Regions from separate parts of the Macaca mulatta genome. Here region 1 is linked to region 2. A link is a contact called in public Hi-C data. All regions are on one chromosome and are shown on one strand. Each heading gives the region's core, a stretch centred on a gene start, on an enhancer-like site or on the middle of the called end of the contact. The rest is flanking DNA. Distances are from core to core; before and after follow the strand shown.

Evidence for each region. Hi-C and Micro-C count contacts between places; a contact is called where the count stands out from the background.
Region 1: a contact with region 2 is called in a Hi-C map of fetal cortex germinal zone, with 2.2 times the contacts expected there. The contact joins the promoter of LOC106994479 here to the promoter of ZNF396 in region 2. A contact is called at or near these places in 2 of 14 Hi-C or Micro-C datasets (fetal cortex germinal zone and liver).

The regions. Positions count from the first base shown.
Region 1 is chr18:57,240,828-57,248,388 of T2T-MMU8v2.0, reverse strand. LOC106994479 reads right to left here and starts at 3,798. Exons shown (of 4, transcript XM_077974936.1): 1 at 3,584-3,798. The coding sequence starts at 3,779. ZNF397 (zinc finger protein 397) reads left to right here and starts at 3,775. Exons shown (of 4, transcript NM_001261310.1): 1 at 3,775-3,804; 2 at 5,079-5,573; 3 at 5,833-5,974. The coding sequence starts at 5,160.
Region 2 is chr18:57,105,285-57,112,212 of T2T-MMU8v2.0, reverse strand. ZNF396 (zinc finger protein 396) reads right to left here and starts at 4,298. Exons shown (of 6, transcript XM_015121838.3): 1 at 4,219-4,298; 2 at 869-1,238; 3 at 751-866; 4 at 331-475. The coding sequence starts at 1,166. It overlaps LOC144336422 (a long non-coding RNA gene), which reads left to right and starts at 3,467. Exons shown (of 2, transcript XR_013408217.1): 1 at 3,467-3,583.

The DNA.
Region 1 (7,561 bases), core at 2,549-5,048, 140 kb before region 2:
TGTTCCTACATGTATACTCCATTTCTTTGAATGCTTCAAATACTCTCACTAGTTTTTGCATCAATGCTTCGTCTTGTATATATGTATTATATATTCATTCATTTATTCATCAACATATCTACACAATGCTAGCCCGTGCAGGAGAGACAACAATGGAAGACAAAAGCCTTCCCCTCATGGAATTGATACTCTAGGAATTACAGTGATGAGTGACGGGAAAGAGCATATATATTTTACTTCATTTGAATCCCTACTTTTCTTCTGTGTTTCACATATACCAATATTTCATAATATTTGCTGAATAAGAAAATGATTTGGCCAGGTGTAGTGTCTCATGCCTGTAATCCCAGCACTTTGGGAGGCTGAGATGGGAGGATCACTTGAGCCCAGGAGTTTAAGACCATCCTGGGCAATATATTGAGACCTCGTCTCTGTGGAAAAATAAAAATTTCTATAAAAAATAAAAATAAAAGAAAATGATTCCTTTCCTTTGTGCATCAGAAGCCATTTTCTCTATCCTTTATTATTGAATAGTTGTTTACAGTTAAGAGACTTTCAATGGGCTTATCTCACTTGATAAATATCATAAAGTAGACCGATGTTGCATGATACAGTAATTCAAGCAGTTGGACTTCACTGAATGAGCAACCTTACTCACTGATCACTGATAATGCCTGGAGCTGACATTATTTCACATCTGTCATACATATCATTAAAAAAACAGAAACAAAAATTAAGAACGTCTGAAGGAGAAAAACAAAAATTATACTTCTCTAACCTTGATTCAATAATTTAGCAAATATTTTCATATTAAAGCAGACTGGATATGTGTGAGATTGGGGATGGGGGAAGATGGAGGGAATGATTTCAAGGGCACTGATATAATCGATAGCATTGAAAGTTAAATAAGTCATGGAAATTGTTGGCTAAGGCCGTTAAGGGGCTCTAAGGAGGTCCTAAGGCCCTACAGCCCCTACGGGGTAATCAGTTGCTATCTCAGTGGGAACTTAAACTATGTCCCAGAAATTAGCTCTAAATCTCTAGTCTACATCTCTTGCAAGTAAGTAATTATTAATATTTTATATTTTAAACATATGTAACATCTTATAAGGAAGGACAGGAGTCTGGATTTTTTCTCAGTGTCTCACTTTCTTACCTATACAAGGGAATCAGATTACCTATCAAAGCAGATATTACTGTTGCAAACTCAACATTCATCTATTTATCTCCCTTTTCTGCCTTTTTAACACAGCCCTAATTTCATGCATTCTCCCTCGAGTGTCTGTGTCCTTTAGGAGAGGCTGGCCTTCTCCTTAGCCCTAAGATATAAATTGCAATTGTCCTAATCCCACCATGGAGGCCTTACCTCCCTTATCAGTGATAGACGTAAGCACTCAAAGCAATTTCAGTTAATAAGACATGACAGAGAAATCTGCCGGGGAAAAAGAGTTTCCTTAATCTTTTAAAGGGGCAGAAGATAAAGGTGTTCCCCTTTTTGGTCTCTGAACATTATCTGTAATCTGGAACTGAGGGAATCATTTTAGGACCATAAAGCAAGCCAGATGGGAAAACAACACACTTAAAGATGGCAGAGCCAAAAGAAGAAAGAAACTTGTGTCCTTGACAATATTGTCCAGATGCAGAAGTAACCAACCCTGGGAATGATTTTATCTCCATGCATCTAGCTATTAGGATTTGTTTTAAAAAGGCTTAAACAATAAGGACATCTAGTAAGGTTCCTGTTACTGCAGCCAAAAGCATTTCAACTGATATGCCTTCTCTCTTTCAATAGTCTCACTCTTACGTAGTAGGTTTCTCAATATAACAAGGTGTGTTAGGTTAGATGCAAAGATAACTGCCAAAATTTCCTCCTACGATCAAGCCGCGTAATGTCTATTTCCCTTTTCCACCATTCTAGTCCTTCTGTCATGGAATACTGCAGAAGAATATAATGCCAGTTCCAGACTCAGGCTTTAAGAGAATTAGCATCTTTCCTCCTCCTTCACTCTTTTGGAAGCCAGTCATCATGTAAGAAAGCTTGGGCTAAACTCCTGAATGGAGAGAGGCCTTGTGGAGAAGAATCAAGTAACTTCAGCCAAGAGGCAGCACCAAGACTTCAGTAATGTGAGTTAAGCCATCTTGGACCTTCCACCCCAGTTAAGTGAAGATAGCTGACACCTCATAAAGCAGAGACTAGACATCTCCGCTAAGCCCTGCCTGAATTCCTGGCAACAGACCTGTGAGCAATAAAACATCTGCTGTTTTTAGTCACTAAGTCTCAAAGTGGTTCATTATGAAGCAATTGATAATTTATAAGCAAATTAATATTTTTTTTTGCTTTGTAAAATTGCTGTAGTCATTTCACAATGATAAAGAATTATTTAGTGAGTCACTAATAGCTTTGAATGGTAACGAACATTTTTTCTCAAATATGTGTGTTTTAACAGTCTTGGCTGACAAAGGAGAATTTGTTTCTATGTGTGTATGTATCGCTTTGTTATTATCCTATGTACTTTTTAAAATATAACATTTTAAATATGTAACATTTAAACATGTAAAATGTAACATTTTAAAAATAAATACAAATAAATGGGAAACAATTTGCAACAAATGAGTTGCTATCCTTAATAAGCAAAAAATTCTCACAAAGAAAAAAGAAAAATCTTACCCCCTTAATTTTTTAAATGGGAAAAGCCATCTCTGAAGAACCACAAATGGTCAATAAACATGAAGGGGGACCATCTTAAGCTCACAAAGTTGAAACATGAGGCATCATTTTTCGCCGACTAAATAACCACAGAAAAATTTAAACAGTAAGACTTAATACCAACTTCCACTGAAGAACGGGAAGACCCTGAAATAGGCTCCTGGAGTCTATGATACCAGTCTCCTTGAACTATGGGGACGTGGGCGTCCCTGGTCACAAGTTGCCTGACTTTGGACAATGTCTACGGCTGTAAATTGGGGACTATATAGCCACAGCACAAAGCTGTTGTAAGGCTCCAGTGATACTCATAGGCAAGAGCAATATAAGTGACTGTTAGTTTTTGTTCAGCCTATTTGCGTTTACTTTTGTCAGAGATCTCGGAAAAGAACTGGAATCACAGGAAAATCTTAATTTTTTTTTTGAGACGGGAGTCTCCCTCTGTCACCCAGGCTGGAGTGCAGTGGCGCGATCTCACCTCACTGCAAGCTCCGCCTCCCACGCCTCCCGGGTTCACTCCATTCTCCTGCCTCAGCCTCCCGAGTAGCTGGGACTGCAGGCGCCCAGCAGCACGCGCGGCTAATTTTTTGTATTTTTTAGTAGAGACGGGGTTTCACCGTGTTAGCCAGGATGGTCTCGATCTCCTGACCTCGTGATCCGCCCGCCTTGGCCTCCCGAAGTGCTGGGATTACAGGCGTGAGCCACCGCGCCCGGCCGAAAATCTGAATATTTTAATAGAAAATTGGGAGTGGGATTCGGGAATTACTCGACACCAACAATCGTGGGTGGCGCCGGGAGAAAGCCAGGGTGGCGACGGCCCAGGCGGCTTACGGGGCCCCTGAGTGCCGCCCCTCACAATGACCCCGACTCCTAGCTCACCCTCGCCTGGGCTTGGAGGTTCCGCCGGGCTAGCGGCCGCCGGGAGAAGGCAGTGGGACCAGTTGATCCCGCGGCTCTGATTGGCTACCTGAGAGCAAGGGGCGGAGCGGCGGGGAACCCGGCGCGCACGAGAGCGGAACACTGCGTACGCGCACTTCCGGTCTTTGTGGCTTGCCGCTCTGGGTCGGCGGCTCATTCCCTGGCCGCTCCTGGGCTTCGCGGTGAGGGATTTGGGCCCCTAGGAAGGGGGAGGTGGGGTTAGGAGCGCGGGCCGGACAGTGGAGGAGCCCCGCTGCTCGGCCTGCCCATCCCCAGGTCCCGGCCCCTTGGCTCGCGCGGCGTCTCCAAGCGACTGGGGAACTTAGAGGAGGCCAGCACTCAAAACCCTGCTTTCCAAAGGAAAACGCAGTTCCCCTGACCCCGTGACTTGGCAAATGCTGCGGGTTTAACCAAGGATATAAAAATAGAAGTGCGAGTTAGTGCAGCCTAACTGGTTAATAAACCTTAAATTTGTAGGCTAAATATGCTAATTAATCTCTAACGTTAATCGTAGTGTGAGGAATGAATTTTACTCATCTGTCCTGACAAACTAAGGGCATACACTCCTATCGATATCTCGCCATCCTAAAATCAGGTCAAGTTTGGTCTGTTTCACAACATTTAATACAATAACTATTTGTTACCATATTTTGCTTTTGAACATTTTTACTCCTGGGATATTCTAGGCTTTTTCAGAACTGATACTGATCTTTTTGCTGCTTTTGTGTATGTGGTACCTATTATGTTTTTGAACACGTGGTAAGCATTTTACAGATACGTCTTTGTTCTTGGTCAATTCCTCAGTAGACTCATTTATTCATAAGCAAAAACCTTAACCTAATGCTCAGTAAGTGCCTCAGTGTTTGTTGAAGTAATTTGGTAAACACCAAATGTGATCAAATGACAAATACCCAATATTTACATCAACTCATGTTTAATGTGAACTTAAAAAAAAAAGTTATTATTACCTTAAATGAAAATCAACATTACTTACTTTAGATAGAAAGTAACTAAAAATAAACGTTTAAAATCAGTATTACTAAATTCTGCCTAAATATTTTTACCCTTGGAAGTCTGATTCTGAAGCCTATATTTCATTTAAAAGAGAGTTCTACAAGTTGTATTAATATATACATGTTAGAGATAAATTTTTCTCCTTGATACAATCAGAATTAAAAGAATTGGAAATTTTCTCACTATGTGATTGATGTTAATGTTGCATACACATTCTTTGGCTTCTAAAATAGTTTTTTCTAACATTAATGGTAGGAATTCTTCATAATGGGAGACACTGATTGAGGTTAATGATTTTTAGTTTATCATCTCATTGTTTTATTTAGTGATAGCCCCAAATCTGCTCCCTTTCAATGTATTACTAAAGTTACTCATCTTTATTATTACAAGTTTTTAGAGATTTTATTGATTGCTGTAAGTTAACTGCTTTTATATCCTTCAGGAAAGAAGAGATTACTCACACTCCTTCTCAAGCACTGAACCCAGTTGTACTGAGCTTTTTGCTAAGCTGTTTCAGCCAAGAATGGCTGTGGAATCTGTAGCGATTTCAACCCTGATACCGCAGGATCCTCCAGAACAAGAACTAATACTAGTGAAAGTAGAAGATAACTTTTCCTGGGATGAGAAATTTAAGCAGAATGGGAGTACTCAATCCTGCCAAGAATTGTTTCGTCAGCAGTTCAGAAAGTTTTGCTACCAGGAGACACCTGGGCCCCGGGAGGCTCTGAGCCAACTCCAAGAACTTTGCTATCAGTGGCTAATGCCAGAGTTGCACACAAAGGAGCAGATCTTAGAACTGCTGGTACTGGAGCAGTTCCTGAGCATTCTGCCTGAGGAGCTGCAGATCTGGGTTCAGCAACATAATCCAAAAAGCGGCGAGGAAGCTGTGACCCTGTTGGAGGATTTGGAGAGGGAGTTTGATGACCCAGGGCAGCAGGTGGGAACAGAGAAAAGTGATGTGTTGTGGGAAAAGGAATTTACAGCCTGGAGCATGTAATGGTATCATAACAGTAGGATAAAAATTTTTATGTCTCTACTGAAGCCTAACCTGAAGTGACTAGTAGAGCCATACTTGTCTATACCCTTGAATGCTCTTTTCTCCCTGGAGATGTCATCATTGACTTCTTTGAGATTTTTACTAAGCAAGTTTTCCTAGGGATTTTCTCACAAAGCTAACCATATTTTCCTGATTTCAGGTCCCAGCTAGTCCACAGGAACCAGCAGTGCCATGGAAGGATTTAACATGTCTCAGAGCATCCCAAGAGTCACCAAACATCCACCTCCAGCCCTTAAAGACACAGCTGAAATCCTGGAAACCGTGCCTTTCCCCTAAAAGTGGTGAGGAATAGGAAATCATCTGGAAACTCTTGACACTTAGGTTTCTGTTTTTGAGAATGCAGAATTAATTGCACTTGATAAACTTGCCACATGTGAGCATCACCTTTATTATTCTAAACCAGAGGTGCTCACTTTAGCGGCTTTGTATTCACCCCTCATGAATTGCTGTGAGCCCTCCTGTGTCAGTTTCCCTGTTATTCATTCACTCATTTCATTATGTTGTAATTTTATAAAGCATCAATACATGTCTGGCACTGTGGCAGGCCCTGGGTTTAAAGAGGTTTCAGGTCTAGGTGGGTGATGGACAAGTAAAAAGGCAGTTGCAATGTAGTAAATTATAGAATAAAAGTAGGCACTGGGAACTGTTGGAGCACATCTAAAGGCACCTAACCCAATCTTAGAGGATCAAGGAATACTTCCTGAAGGAAGAAAATCTATGCTAAGACTTGAACTATGAGTAAGAGAAAGCCAGGTAAATGGGTGGGAGGAGGAGTAGCCCAAGTAAAGGCCATACCATCCCGAAGGTGTGAGAATACAACCCATTCTGAAAATTGCAGGTAGTTGAATTTGACTTGAATGGAGAATTGACAGGTGGTAAGAGAAGAACCAGAGAGGAAAATAGGATCGAAGGTGTGAGAATACAACCCATTCTGAAAATTGCAGGTAGTTGAATTTGACTTGAATGGAGAATTGACAGGTGGTAAGAGAAGAACCAGAGAGGAAAATAGGATCGAAGGTGTGAGAATACAACCCACTCTGAAAATTGCAGGTAGTTGAATTTGACTTGAATGGAGAATTGACAGGTGGTAAGAGAAGAACCAGAGAGGAAAATAGGATCCGGGTCGTAAAGACCTGTATGTCGTGCTAATGGTATAGTTTCTTAAGTGGAGTGGTGTGCCGTTGAAGGATTTTGGACAGGGAGTGACATAGTTTGATTTGTAGTTTAGAAGTTAGCTGCAAATGGAGAATCATGCGAGGAAAGCAAGAGTATGGTCCTATTAGAGACTGCTATAATCCAAGTGGCCACAGTGTATTCAATCAATATGTCTTATGGTGAGCGGTGGAGAACATAAAAGCTGACTCCTGTTCATCAGCATTTAAATTGCTTTGCAACATCTGGTAATTATTAAAACTAGAGTGTGAGGGAGAGGAGTTGAGGATGATACTGAGGTTTCAGTCTTGAACAATCTGGTTAATGGTAGTATTGTTCATGTAAATGAGAAAACATAAGGAAAAACAAATACATCTGATGATTTGTTTAGGTTGGTACATTTGGTGCTTGTGAAATATTCAAAAGTAAAATGCCCAATTAGCATAAGACTTTAGAGCTTAATAAAATACGAATATAATTGGGGATCTGGGCAGGCATTAGTCAGACAATAGCTTACAATATAAGTTGTAACGGAAGCCAAGGGTAGAGGCTTTGTAGAGTAAGGATACATGAGAGTCCAAAACAGAATCTGGAGGAATGCTCGTGTTTCCGAGTGATTTACCCTAGAATCTAAGAAGGAACAGCCACAGAAATCAGGCTAATATCACTGGAAGAGAATGTCTCTAGAAGGAAGGTGTGATCCTCAGTGTCAGTGC
Region 2 (6,928 bases), core at 3,049-5,548:
TGATGAGGATCAGTGGTCTCTGGGCTGTGTACCTTGGGGTCCCACAGACAAGCCTCAAGGGCTGCCCGAACATAAAAGGGCTACTTTAAAAAGGCATGAAAACCCTGATGGAGATGTCAGGGATTTAATATCTAAAGATTTTATAAGAATATCTGAAAAAGAAGAACAGAATACTGAAGATCTTCATTTAGTAGGACAAATAACAGAAGTTTCCACAGTAAGAAGATGACAGCGGGAGATTTGAGGCCTCTTGCATAAATCAGCCGAGATGTGTGTGGTGAGCAGAGGGCCCCTACACCTTCCATCATGAACTGAATCCTGCCCCCTCACCATGCAGTCTTAAGGACTGAAGTTCCCATGATGCTCCCTGGAGCTACTTCTTCATGGGCATGAGCTGGCTACTTGGCAATTCCTCAGTGATTTCTGAAGGTGCTAGCTTCTCTGCAATCACGTCCTTCCTTTGTCCAAAAAAGACCTAAAAACAGGAATAACTGAGGCTGAAGAACACCATGAGATTGAGACTTGAGGATAAAATGACAGAGAATAAACTATGCAAAAACTATCATGGACACAGGAAAAGGGAGGTAAAAAGTAGAGCCACCTTCTATTTGCTGGGACACCCATTAGTACTTTCACCCCTACACATCAAGTTGTGCTGACTGGGAATACAGTTTGAGAGCTCTACGCCCAGTGATGTGCCAGCACTCTTGACTCAGCCTGGGGCTTCATCTCCACAGGAATCCTTCTTACCTGCTCTGGTCCATCAAGCTCTCTCTCCACATCCTCCAGCATAGTCACAGCTTCCTCTCCATTCTCTGGATGATGCTTCTGCACCCAGGCCTGTAGCTCTTTTGGGAGGATGGCCAGAACTGCTCCAGCACCAGCAGCTCCAGGATCTGCTCCTTGGTGTGCACCTCCGGCCTCAGCCAGAGATGACAAAGTTCCCGGAGTCGGCTCAGAGTCTCCCGGGGCCAAGGTGAATCCTGGTAGCCAAACTGCCTGAACTGCTGGTGGAAGGTCTCTGGGCTATAGCTGCTGCTCCAGTGGAGGTTAGAGTCCAGATCACAGGTCTGTTCTTCCTCTTCCATCTTCACTGTCAGAATCCCATTACACTCCTCTGAAATTTGTGTTAGGAGTGATGATGACTTTCCCAATTTTGCAGACATTTTGACAGACAAATAGCTCAGTACTGTTGGGCTTTAATCCTCAAGGAAGTAAAGCTCTCCTTATGGACACTCCTTAAATATGATTAAAGAAACAAGTGGAAAGAAGACAAAAGACAAATGCTTCTTACAACAAAACAACTAAGATGAGAAACATAAGACTGTATAGGAAATACTGACCTTAGTCTTAACAGAAATCATGCTTTTATTTATTTATTTATTTATTTATTTTTTGAGATGGAGTCTTGCTCTGTTACCCAGGCTGGAGTGCAGTGGTGTGATCTCAGCTCACTGCAACCTCTGCCTCCTGGATTCAAGTGATTCTCGTGCTTCAGCGTCCTAAGTAGCTGGGACTACAGGTACCTGCCACCACGCCTGGCTGATTTTTGTATTTTCAGTAGAGACGGGTTTCACCACGTTGGCCAGGCTACTCTCGAACTCCTGACCTCAGGTGATCCCCTGCCTCCTGAAGTGCTGGGAGTACAGGCATGAGCCACCACGCCTGGCCCAGAAAACATGCTTTTGAAGAATACTTCTTTAAGAGAACCAAATAGCTAAGACTCATTAATTCGTATGCATAAGCGATTCACAACTCATTCTGAAAACCATGCCCACAAGGCTACTGAGTATTACAATAAGAGATCACCCAGGATTGCATAGAAGTTCTCAGATAATGGAAATAAGGGAAGCCTGAGAAATGCTATGACTCTGGAGCCAGTTCAAAGAGCCAATCAGTTTTCAGTTTGCTGCAAAGAGCTCAAAGAAATAGTCTCATGAGGGAAGTACTTTCAGCTTTTACTGTTAAAACATTACTTCCACATTAAAGGAACCATTCCAACAAAACAAAACAAAACAAAACCCAATCAGCTGGGCACTGTGCTTGTGCCTGAAATCCCAGCACTTTGGGAAGCCGAGGTGGGAGATGGGAGGATCACCTGAGCCTAGGAGCTTGGGACCAGCCTATGCAACACAGTAGGATCCCATCTCTATTAAAAAATAAATAAATAAATAAGAAAAAAGAAAAACAACAACAACAAAGGCAGCCGCACATTCCTTTATCTGAATGTATTTCCATTTTTTTCCATATCCATATTATTTACTTAACTATGTATTTTAAAATACTTAGGTTGTTTCTAATTTCACTATTATAATTAATGCTGGGAGGCACATCTTTATGAATATACGATTTTTCTCCTTTCAAAGTATTTCTTTCAAGCATGTCCCAAGCCTCTGCTTGTTGAGGATCAAAGGAGAATAGCAAATTCTGTCTTGCTATGTATTATCAAAATATTGCAAAAAAGACTGTATCAATTCACAATACCATCACAATCATAGTGACTTGTGAGGGCAACGATTTCTTCAAGTATTATTAGCTCGTTAGCAACAAAGGGGTGGGGATGGCACTTCTCTTTGTATCATTTTACTCTTAAGTATCATCAGTAACTAATCGCATTTTTTTGTTGTTGTTGTTTTGGGTTTTTTTTTTGAGACAGAGTCTGGCTCTGCTGCCCAGACTGGAGTACAGTGGCAGGATCTTGGCTCACTGCAGCCTCTGCCTTCCGGGTTCAAGTGATTCTCCTGCCTCAGCCTCCCAAGTAGCTGGGATTATAGACGTGTACCATCACGCCTGGCTAATTTTTATAATTTTAGTAGAGACGGGCTTTCACCGTGTTGGCCAGGCTGGTCTCAAACTCCTGACCTCAGGTGATCCATCTGCCTGGGCCTCCCAAAGTGCTGGGAGTATAGGCGTGAGCCACCGCACCCGGGCTAATCACATTTTTTAAATTGGGCAGGAGGTATACGACAGTGTTTGTACAACTTCAGCAAATGATGACTACTTTAAAAATCTTACGTGCCCCTCCATCTTCCCTTGTTATGTATCCTGCCATTTGATTTTTTTTCTCACTTCAAGTACTGTTCTAGGTACTGAAGAAACACCAGTGTCCTGTATAAAGCCTGTGAGTTCATAAAGCTTGTTACCAAATAAACGATACAACTTTACACAATGATGTGCTATGAAACAAACAATAGCAGACACACATATTAATATAATTTACAATGTGCCAAGCACTGTTTTAAACACCTTAGTAAAAATATACAAAGGTTAAATCCTCATAAAAGTTCTAGATTATTTTTACCCCCATGTTGTAGATGGGGAGGCAGTCACAGCAAAGCCAGATACTCTGACCAAAGGCAAAGCTGGGGTCTGAATCCAGGCCGTCCACACTTATCCATGGTGCTGTGTGGTTAAGAGGCCATAGGCAGCAAGGGCCCCTGGGGCGACCACTGCGCGTTTTCTCTGCGCAGAGGAGGAAGCGGCGGCAGGCAACCGCACTCCCAGATGAAGAGGGGCCGGAGGAGTCTGAGGAACGAGACCCGAGAGGTGGGAAAGGTTGAGGTCACCGCTTTGGAGCCGTCAGGTACCCTAAGGGATATAAGAGGGACCCCGGGGCTAAAGCAGCCTCTGGAAGAGAGGGGCCGCCCTGTCACTTCAGCGCCAGGCGCAGAATCTGGGCTAAACCTGAGAAGGGGGAAGGAACCTCCGACACCGCACGACGGCCAGAAAGAACTGGGTCCGCGGCGGGGAGGCTTCGGTCAAAGCCTGGGACGCAGGGGTCTTTCCGCCGGGGACGCCGCTCTTGGCTCCACCCTGCTGTGGCCGGAGGGCTACGGGAGGGCTGACTTCCGACAGTCTCCGGACCTCCCGGCCTCCCAGGCTGGGAACCGCCGGGGCGAAGCGGCAGGTGGCACGTGGGGCCGACGGGCGGCGCGTGGGGCCGGCAGGGGGCGTGGGTTCAGCTGGGAGGGCAGGCGCCGGGGTCTGCCGGGGAAGGACGAGGGGAAGGGGTGCGCGGACTCCCGGGCAGACAGCGATGTGGGGGCAGCGGCGGGGAGGGGCTTGGGGATCTGGGACTGTGTAGAGGGTGCTGTACTGGCGCGCGGAGGAAGGGGTGGCGCCGAGTCCGCCGTCGCCTCTCCGCGTCCCCCTTCCACCGCCCGGGGACCGCCGCTTCTGACCGCGGCCTGGGGGCCCTAAAGAGGCCTCGGGTCTCACCTCCCGGCAGAGAAGCGCCAACCCAGACACCGTCGGGGAGAAACCGGGGAACCGCAAGCTGCGCAACAGCTTCCGGTTCTGGCGGCGGGTGGGGGCGGGGCCCGGAACGCTGGGACGTTGCCACGGAGACGAGCCGCCGCAGCCGCGCACTTAGGGGAGAGAGAACTGGGAGGCTCGACGGGTGAGAATCCAGCTGCTCTGCTCAGTGTTTGGTTCAGTAAACTAGCATTGTTGCTTCGGAAAGTACTTTTGCTCACATTATTCATTTACTCCGATAACTCAGTAAGGTTATTCCCATTTTACAGAAGATAAACTCAAATGTCCTGTGAGTTGCCAAGGATTACAGAGAGGGGCAAATGCTCTGCTGTCTACCACTGAGTACAATCCCCAATACCATTCCCACTCCTGGAGTGGTTACACTCCAAGTACTGACGGTTTAAGGGGCGGGTTTGACATCCGCAACCCCCACGCTTTCACAGGAGAACACAATGGCCCTTGAAAAAGTGAGAACTGACCCACGTAAAATTTGTCACAATACATACACATTTATTTCCTCAGATAATCTTAACCGCAATTGAAAAATAAGTTTGAGGCCGGGCGCGGTGGCTCATGCTTGTAATCCCAGCACTTTGGGAGGTTGAGATCGGCGGATCACATGAGCCAGGGAGTTCGAGACCAGCCTGGGCAACATGGCTAAACCCCATCTCTACAAAAAATACAAAATTAGCCGAATGTAGAGACGCATGCCTGTAGTCCCCGCTACTTGGGAGGCTGAGGGGTGAGGATCACCTGAATCTGGGGTCAAGTGAGTCATGATTGTGCCACTGCACTCCAGCCTGAGCTGCAAAGTGAGACCGTCTCAAAAAAATAAAAATAAAATAAATTTGAGCCTAAATGCACCACAGCCCCACCCTGTGACTTCCTCCTCTAGCCCCTTTCCCTAGGGACTCCTGGAAAATGTACTTGTACTCAAAACTGAGGAATTAGGGAGAGGACAGAGATGCTTGAAAAGCACTTGTTAATTAATAAACAACAATAACAATAACAAAAAATCTCTTTTCGTATGACGCCCCCCCAATAGTATGTTAGTACTGGAATCTGAAGTGAAGAAAGAAGAGGCTGGTTTACTCAGTCTATGACGCCAGGGGACTAGGGAGAGGTTTGGATCCCAATTAACGTACAATAAAACTAAATTTGAAGAAATTCTTGCTTCAAACAAGGGGCTTTCACAGGATAAGACTTTTTGCTGAGGCAGCTGCCAACACAAATAGCAAACAGCCCAAAAGTGCCAGTGGGAATGTGTTTCTGGCGCTGGTGGGTAGGGTAGGTTAAATGACTCACGTCAGTGGATAATTTGAAACGAGGGCAAGGCTTGGCAGTGGCATGAAGTAACAGGAGATAATTTAAGGAGACTATGAACAACATTCAAAAGCTTCAAGGAGAAGGAGGAACTGTGGGATGTGGCAAGAGGTCAGGGATGATGAATTCATGGGTATGGTCCACCAAACAGTCAGATATCAGAGGCCAAAGTTAACAACAACAACAACAAAAAGGGAGCAGACATAAAAGATTGATTAGAAAAGTTTCACAGTCAGGTAGGTAGAGCAAGAACAGGTTTTTGTTTGCTGTTTTAATTTTTTTTTTAATGTTTGGGGGTAAAGTGAAAAGAAATTAGCAGCAATAAAGTCCCAGTAGAGTGAGCACCTACTATATACCAGTAGTATGGTAAACACGGGGAATTCAATGGTAAAATGTAGATTCTTGCCCTTTAGGGGCTAATACACTAATTAAAGAGAAAGATGTATAAATGGACATTTCTAAACAATGTGGCAACATTCTGATGGAGATAACTACAGGATACTATAAAAGCACAAAGAGAGGGAGGTCCTGGGAGAGACTGGGATTGGAGTTGATGGAGAAGGCTGGTGTTGACACATTTGAGACTGAGGTACCAGTGTGGGATGTTGTTTAGATTTGCTGGATTAAAGGACAGCGGGATAAGTGGCTGAGGATGAGGCTGAAGAGGCAAACAGCAGCCTAGTTTTAAAGCATTTGACAGGCGGAGTAAAGGGCTAAGAACTAAGGTTTTAAGCAGAAACTTGAGTTAGTGGCATGTGCACATCTGCAATTCAGGTAGGGCTCTCTGATAGTAACATGAAGGATAGATTTGAAGGGAGGCAAAACTTAAGACAGGGTGACCAGCCCTGAAGCTGTTGCAAAGATCCAGGCTGCAGCTGGTGAAGGTCTGAACTAGCACAGAGGGGACGAGAATGGGGGCAGATTCTGGAAACACTTGGGAGGCTGGTGCTTGCTTAGATGGAAGACTGACAGATGATTGGGTACATAATGTGTCATTCAGGAAAGTTAGACAACAGAGTATGTTTGACAATGGCTTATGTGGACATTTGAGGGGAGTTTTGGGTAGACTGGATCAGAAGCTGAATGGGATGCTATCATCAATAACTCTGCACATAATTGGACATTTTGTGTGATCATGTGAAAATAAATATCAAATCTGAATGCTTCCCTTATATAGGTATATAAAGATCTCTATGACTTTTATGAACCATTTCTAAGGCAGTCACTCTATAATGACATTATAGAGACATTTATTTCTCAACTTTGTACTCTTCTTCACCACTCCCTTCATCCCAACATATTTGCTCTCCACCTGGGTAGAAGCTTTTAGGGGCATGGATCTGTGTCTGTC